2 separate regions of the Gossypium hirsutum genome follow, and region 1 is linked to region 2. Evidence: chromatin contacts called from public Hi-C data. All regions are on one chromosome and are shown on one strand. Each heading gives the region's core, a stretch centred on a gene start, on an enhancer-like site or on the middle of the called end of the contact. The rest is flanking DNA. Distances are from core to core; before and after follow the strand shown. Region 1 holds the start of LOC107951581 (mediator of RNA polymerase II transcription subunit 22b). Region 2 holds the start of LOC107951569.

Region 1 (2,906 bases), core at 49-2,548, 370 kb after region 2:
ATGGTTGAGTTGGTTTCGTGAGCATATTGGATACCAATTTGATTGGAAAATTATTAAACTACTTTTACATACTTGAAATTAGTTACAAATTTGCGTATATTGAGATTTAAATTCATTCCACCAATATCTATAAAATCTTTTTTTTATCACTTCAACTAACATTTGATTTTGATATTTTTATACATTTCAATATTATTACACAAATTGTTTCACCAACATAATTTGTATATATTGATAATGTCGTTTATTAAATTGGTGTTACAAGTTAACTCAATACCGACTTAAAAAAATTTATAATACCATGATAAACAATTGAACTACATTTAATATTCTTAACATGAAACATTTACCTATTTATTACTCGCAATTTAAACTATTTTTATTTTAATTTAATACATATTACATGTGTTATTATAATTTGTTTCAAACTATACGTTTAATTATTTATTATATTTTATTTTTAAACGAACGCATACATTCTAAATGTGTGATAAAATTTCAGATATAAATAAAATGAGCTTTTCCTCTAAATGACATAGGTTCAAAGTTACAACTCTTTATATTTAAAGATGGGTAAAAGACATTTATAATTTTTATAATTATTTATAAATTTCTAATATTTTTTATGAGTTTTATAGCTTATATTTTAACAATTAAATTTTTCTAGGAATTTTAATAATTTTTACTTAAATAATTAATTAAGTCCTTAGTAAAATAATAAAAAATTCAATTAAACCCTCGTAAAATGATAAAAAAATTTAATTAAGCTCTCTAAATCATCATTTTTCATGTTAACTTGTCATGTCAACTACCACACCACCCGCTATGTCAGTAGTAAATGACTGTTAGGAGCTTCAATAAAAAATGAATTCTAAAGGCTTAATTGGGTGTAATTTTTGATGAGGCGTTTAATTGATTTTTTAAATTATTTTGAAGGGCTTATTTGATATTTTAACCTAGTTTTTAATTTATTAAATATCAATTGTTGTTGTGAAATTAAAAAACACCATCACTAATATATCAAATAATTTACCAAAGAACGTGTTTAAAAAAACTAATTAAAGGCCTTCAAGAAAATAAAAGGTCTTGAAAGAAAGGAAAAACCTCAAAAAAAAAAATCAAAAAGCCAATTGAACCCTTATGAAAAATGTGCAGCTCATTGAGTCCTCTGTGAGTAAAAAAAATTAATTAGTCTGCAGTCACCCAAAACTAAATTGGGTGGTATTTTTCGTAAAGGCTCAATTGATTTATTAGTGAGGCGTAAGTTGTATTTGGGCTTGACATTCAATAGTTGGGCTGTGGCCTTTTCTTTTCCAACTTTTTATTTGATATACTAGTACTACATCCCAAAATAATTTCCTTAATTTCCCTTACTCTCCCATATTTTACTTTGATCCAACTTTGCACAATTTTGTTTCCCGTAACCCATCCTCTTCTTCTTTAATCTCGCTCTCTTCTGTTGTGCGTGTGTGTGTGTGTGTGTGTGCTTTTTACAGCAATGAACAAAGGAACGGGAGTGGGAACTGGACCGACGGCGGCGGCTGCAGCGGCGGCGGCACAGAAGCAGAAAACTATGATGCAGCGAGTGGAAACCGACATCGCCGTCATCGTCGACAACTTCACCCAGCTTGTTAATGTTGCCCGGGTAAATCTCTCTTTACTTCAAAGCAATTACTACAAATTCTTCGAGTTTAAAGAGTCTGATGTCAAGATTCTTAAACTCCCCTAAACCGGTTTTTCATTTCGTTTCTGATTTTGAATTTACAAGTTAGAGGTGGGAAATTGGAACCTTTTCACTTTTAGGATAAGCTTTCACTTTATTTGCCCTGTAAAATGTTGGAAAGCTTTTACTTTTACTCATTTACAAAATTCCATTTTGTGAAGATATATCCCTTTTTTTGGTTGTACAATGTGTTATAGTTGAATATGGATGATTCTTGTATATTTGGAAATGAATTTATGTAACACCCGAAGAAAATAATTTAGGTTTCTGGGGGGAGCTAGTGTAAAATAGGTTACCTTGGGTATTGAACCTGAATTTGGTGAAAGTATCACTTATAGAACATCTGTTGGATAAAAGATTTTGTCATTAGATTGGTTTTATAATATTTTTTTTCCTTGGAATGAAGTTGTTCCTTGTGCATGTTCTACTGAGTGTTAAGGTTTTTTATAATCCTATTATTTTTTTTTCTATGGTATTAAATTGGTCATCATTTAACTCCTTCCTATGGGAATATAATTTGCTGGCTGCTCCATCTTCCTTTTCTTTAAAAAGTAGGTGATAACAATTTCAACTACTAATGCAGTGAATGTGGTCATGGAGAGTGAGGGTTAAGGTGGGAAACACTAGTGTTGATCATTTAAAAGCACATCATTTTGTTTGATGCATTAAGATCTTGATTAATCATTTGTGGAAGCTGTCGTTTATTTTGATGTCAAATCTAGACAGATTCTGTCTACCATGGTGAACTGATGTGTTCCTTGTAACCTGGCTTGTTAGACTGTGACTTTCTGGTGAAAGTTCAACTGAATTAGAACAATTGGTTAGTTGCATTTGATTAATCTTGTTTTGCTAGTTGTTGCTTTTGTCTAGGAACTACTTTGTGGCTTGTTGGTAGCTCAGTTGAGTAAGCATTATTCTCTTTGGAAATGCTTTTGTCTAATACGAGAATCTATTGTAGCTATTGAATCAGTGTTTTGATAGTTTAGTTATTTAATTGAGTTTATAATTGAGGTTATCTTGGTAAATTCCTAGTTTGCTAAAATCAGCTTTCTCTGTAGTCCATTCCAAGTTCCTGATTCCTTTAAATAGTCCTTTACTTTTCATTTTTTGAACAACATTTAAGAGGCACTGCGCCTAGATGCTTATAATGCTTTCGAGCTTCCGTGTATATCTTTTATACAAC
Region 2 (3,145 bases), core at 328-2,827:
CTGAATAAAGCAGAACAGATTTTTCATAAGTTTTATAATGTACTCTTTGCCTAGAGGGCCAACAATAATAAAAATGAAAAGCATCCATGATACACTATGTCTCATACTTCTAGGATGAGATGTGAGATTGATGAAACTTACAACACAGAAACAAGAAGTCGCAGAATCCAATGTCATCAAAGACGAAGCTAACGATTTTCCCAGCATCCCTGCACTATCAGAGAAATGAGAACTACTATGAAACAAAATAGCCAACAAAGTCGGAACTATTTAGAGAGAAGGGTCATACTCAAAATCATACCAATACTGCTAAATTATGCACAAGAATGTCACGAGATATGCAATTAGCACTATGATATCTTACATATTATATCCAATTAGGTTCAGAAAAACCCAGCGAACTCAAAACAGCTAGATCTCCATTTAACTAAAACCACAAAATACCTCAAGTGATATAAAGTCGTTGTACATTCAGATTATGTATTTAGTAATCTAATTTTTCTGGCTACATCATATTAAGTTTCATAGAGTTCAATTTAGGCTGCCTTAAAACCACTAGGTTTAGAAGTACAGCAGGAAGGAAGAACAAGCAATTGAATACACTACTTTGACTGTATAGTAACTAAAATTATCCTACTGATAGAACTTTTTGTTATAAGTTAGCATCCAGGGATTCTTTCATGTTAAATTGTACTAAAGAACAACTGAAATAGACAGTCCACCAGAAAAAGGTCAAAATTCCAAACTGCTAGGTAAGCCATGGAAGATACTTCAATTCATTTTGAAGCACTTTAAGCAATAGAATTTCCATTGTATTCTTTAACAAGAAGCTCCATGATAATTAGGAACGAAAATCACTCTAAGAACTTAGTATTTAGAAGGCATTGGTTTAGAAATGATAACCAGTATGGAAGACAATCCCACAATTTTTCACCGTTGTTTTGAAAATTGCAGCTGGAAAGCATATAAATCCAATATTTAGGAGCCCCCACATGCACCCTTATGTAAACCTCCTTACAAACAAATAAATTGGCCCTTGGAGGATTGATTACCTAAAAATGCAACAATAATAAGGGTTAAAATGCCTATTATTTGAAACCCTTTACTTTGATTATCAATCTCTTGAACCTGGAATGTGAAATTAAGCAAACCCCAAACCCTATCCTAATACAAGATTGGGAATTTTAGTGTTTTTTTTTTTAACAAAAAAACATGGATGAGAATAGGAAAATTACCTGAAGGAGAGAGTGTTGAAGGTGTTGAATGGAGAAGAAATGAGGTTTGGTTAGGTCAGAAAGGAAGGGTAAGGGAAGACCCCACCCCAAACATGAGAACCACAGATCCATTCCTAGGTGACTGCTTTGCCTTGTAAATATCCTTTGATGATAGCCAGTAGCCAACTCCTCAAGTCAAGTGGCTGACTTTTGGATTCCCTTTGTTTACAAGTAGCTGTTTGTGTGATATCTTGGGCTTGCACTGATAAGCAAGGCCTAACCATCTTGTAAATTACAGGCGTATAAATATAGATTTTTGAAGAAACATGGTTCATACGTTTTCTTTTTATTTCTTTGTTCTTTTTATCTTTATTTCATAACATAGCACAACTGTGAAAGCATTAAATCTCAACTAGCTTTTAAGTATTGTGTATGGTGGGAAGGATTATGAAGCAAATCAAATGCAGTACAAAAGTCGCACTATACACCACCATTTAACGTGAAGGATCAGTTCCTTATCAATCATCAATAATTATTGGTGCTATGGTGTAAAGACTTAACGTATTTTTGACAATCTATGTCCACCGTAGCTCTAATTTAATAATAATAATAATAAAGCTTTGATAAATATTTTTATTATATATATTTGAGTCCAAGTTAATCTCATAGCCTTACATTAATTTTGTTTTAATTTACACATCTAATTTTTATATTAAATTTGCTTGAGTATTATCTACATATTATTGTAACCTCTTTCTAGTGACTTCCAATTAATTTGCTTTGATTATTTAAATAGATTTAGTAATAGTAATTAATTTAAAATTGGTTTCTTTGTATGTTGAAAATTTTATTTTTTATATTGTAAATAATAAGTAAATATTTTGTTCAACTAGTTAATTTGTTTCTATTTCGCTGAAACCTTAACCATATTTGTAGAATCAATTTAGCATGTTATATTATTTTGATTTAATGACAAATTTGGTCATTAACGTTTATACGTTTTATCAAAATGGTTCTAATTTTATTTTTGAGCTTTTTTTGGCCTTTTAACTTTTGTACTTTTTTTTTGACAAAATATATAAACGTTAGTAGTCAAATTTATTATTAAATCTATTATTTTTAAAAATACATCATTGCATATATTAAACAATGAATAATTTTAAGTATTGCATAAAAAAGAATAAATATAATAAATTAATGTTAAAAAAAATATTTTTGTTATTGTTATCAAATTCAAAGTATAAATGTATTAATTATTCTTTTATTATATTTACATTGATCTACTTATCTTTAAGCATACATATATGTTATTTATGTACTCCTCTGGTAGTAAAATCAAATTGATTTCATGCTTATTTATGATGGAGTAAAGCTATTAATGAAATTTTATTTGTCATAATAGAAATGTTATATTCCTTACATGCAACAACATATTATAATCATCAAAAGAAGTGTCAAAATAATTTTTCTCGCCACTATAAGTGGAAAAATATAAATAAGAGAAGAACAATAATTTTTAACTTATGTTATTGATGCGGTATGAAAGACTATTTGGTTACATATTTGTCGTACACCTAAGCATTAAGTATGAATTGTATCATTTTTGTGGATTCTGACACTAATTAATTAATTAATGGATTTCAACTAGTAATAATTCTTTTCATAATTAGGAGTGGAGATATAAAATATAAAAATTAGTAGTTAAAAATTAACATTTAGGATATCTAGCTAATCATATCTAATATAACTCAAACATGAATGTAAAACATATCTTTCAATCATACTAGATTTGGTTACACACACGATATAAGTGAAACAAAAATATAATATTAAAATTATATTTCTAAAAAATAAATAATTGAGTTATATATAGATGAAATGTTATAATGTTTATAATTAAAAGTTATTAGGCTTATGTCAATCCTTAGACA

The links. Hi-C and Micro-C count contacts between places; a contact is called where the count stands out from the background.
Region 1: a contact with region 2 is called in a Hi-C map of leaf, with 2.2 times the contacts expected there. The contact joins the promoter of LOC107951581 here to the promoter of LOC107951569 in region 2. A contact is called at or near these places in 2 of 34 Hi-C or Micro-C datasets (both in leaf).

The regions. Positions count from the first base shown.
Region 1 is chrA02:10,221,010-10,223,915 of Gossypium_hirsutum_v2.1, forward strand. It overlaps LOC107951581 (mediator of RNA polymerase II transcription subunit 22b), which reads left to right and starts at 1,299. Exons shown (of 3, transcript XM_016886679.2): 1 at 1,299-1,645. The coding sequence starts at 1,499.
Region 2 is chrA02:9,854,412-9,857,556 of Gossypium_hirsutum_v2.1, forward strand. It overlaps LOC107951569, which reads right to left and starts at 1,578. Exons shown (of 4, transcript XM_016886661.2): 1 at 1,236-1,578; 2 at 904-1,052; 3 at 142-214. The coding sequence starts at 1,346.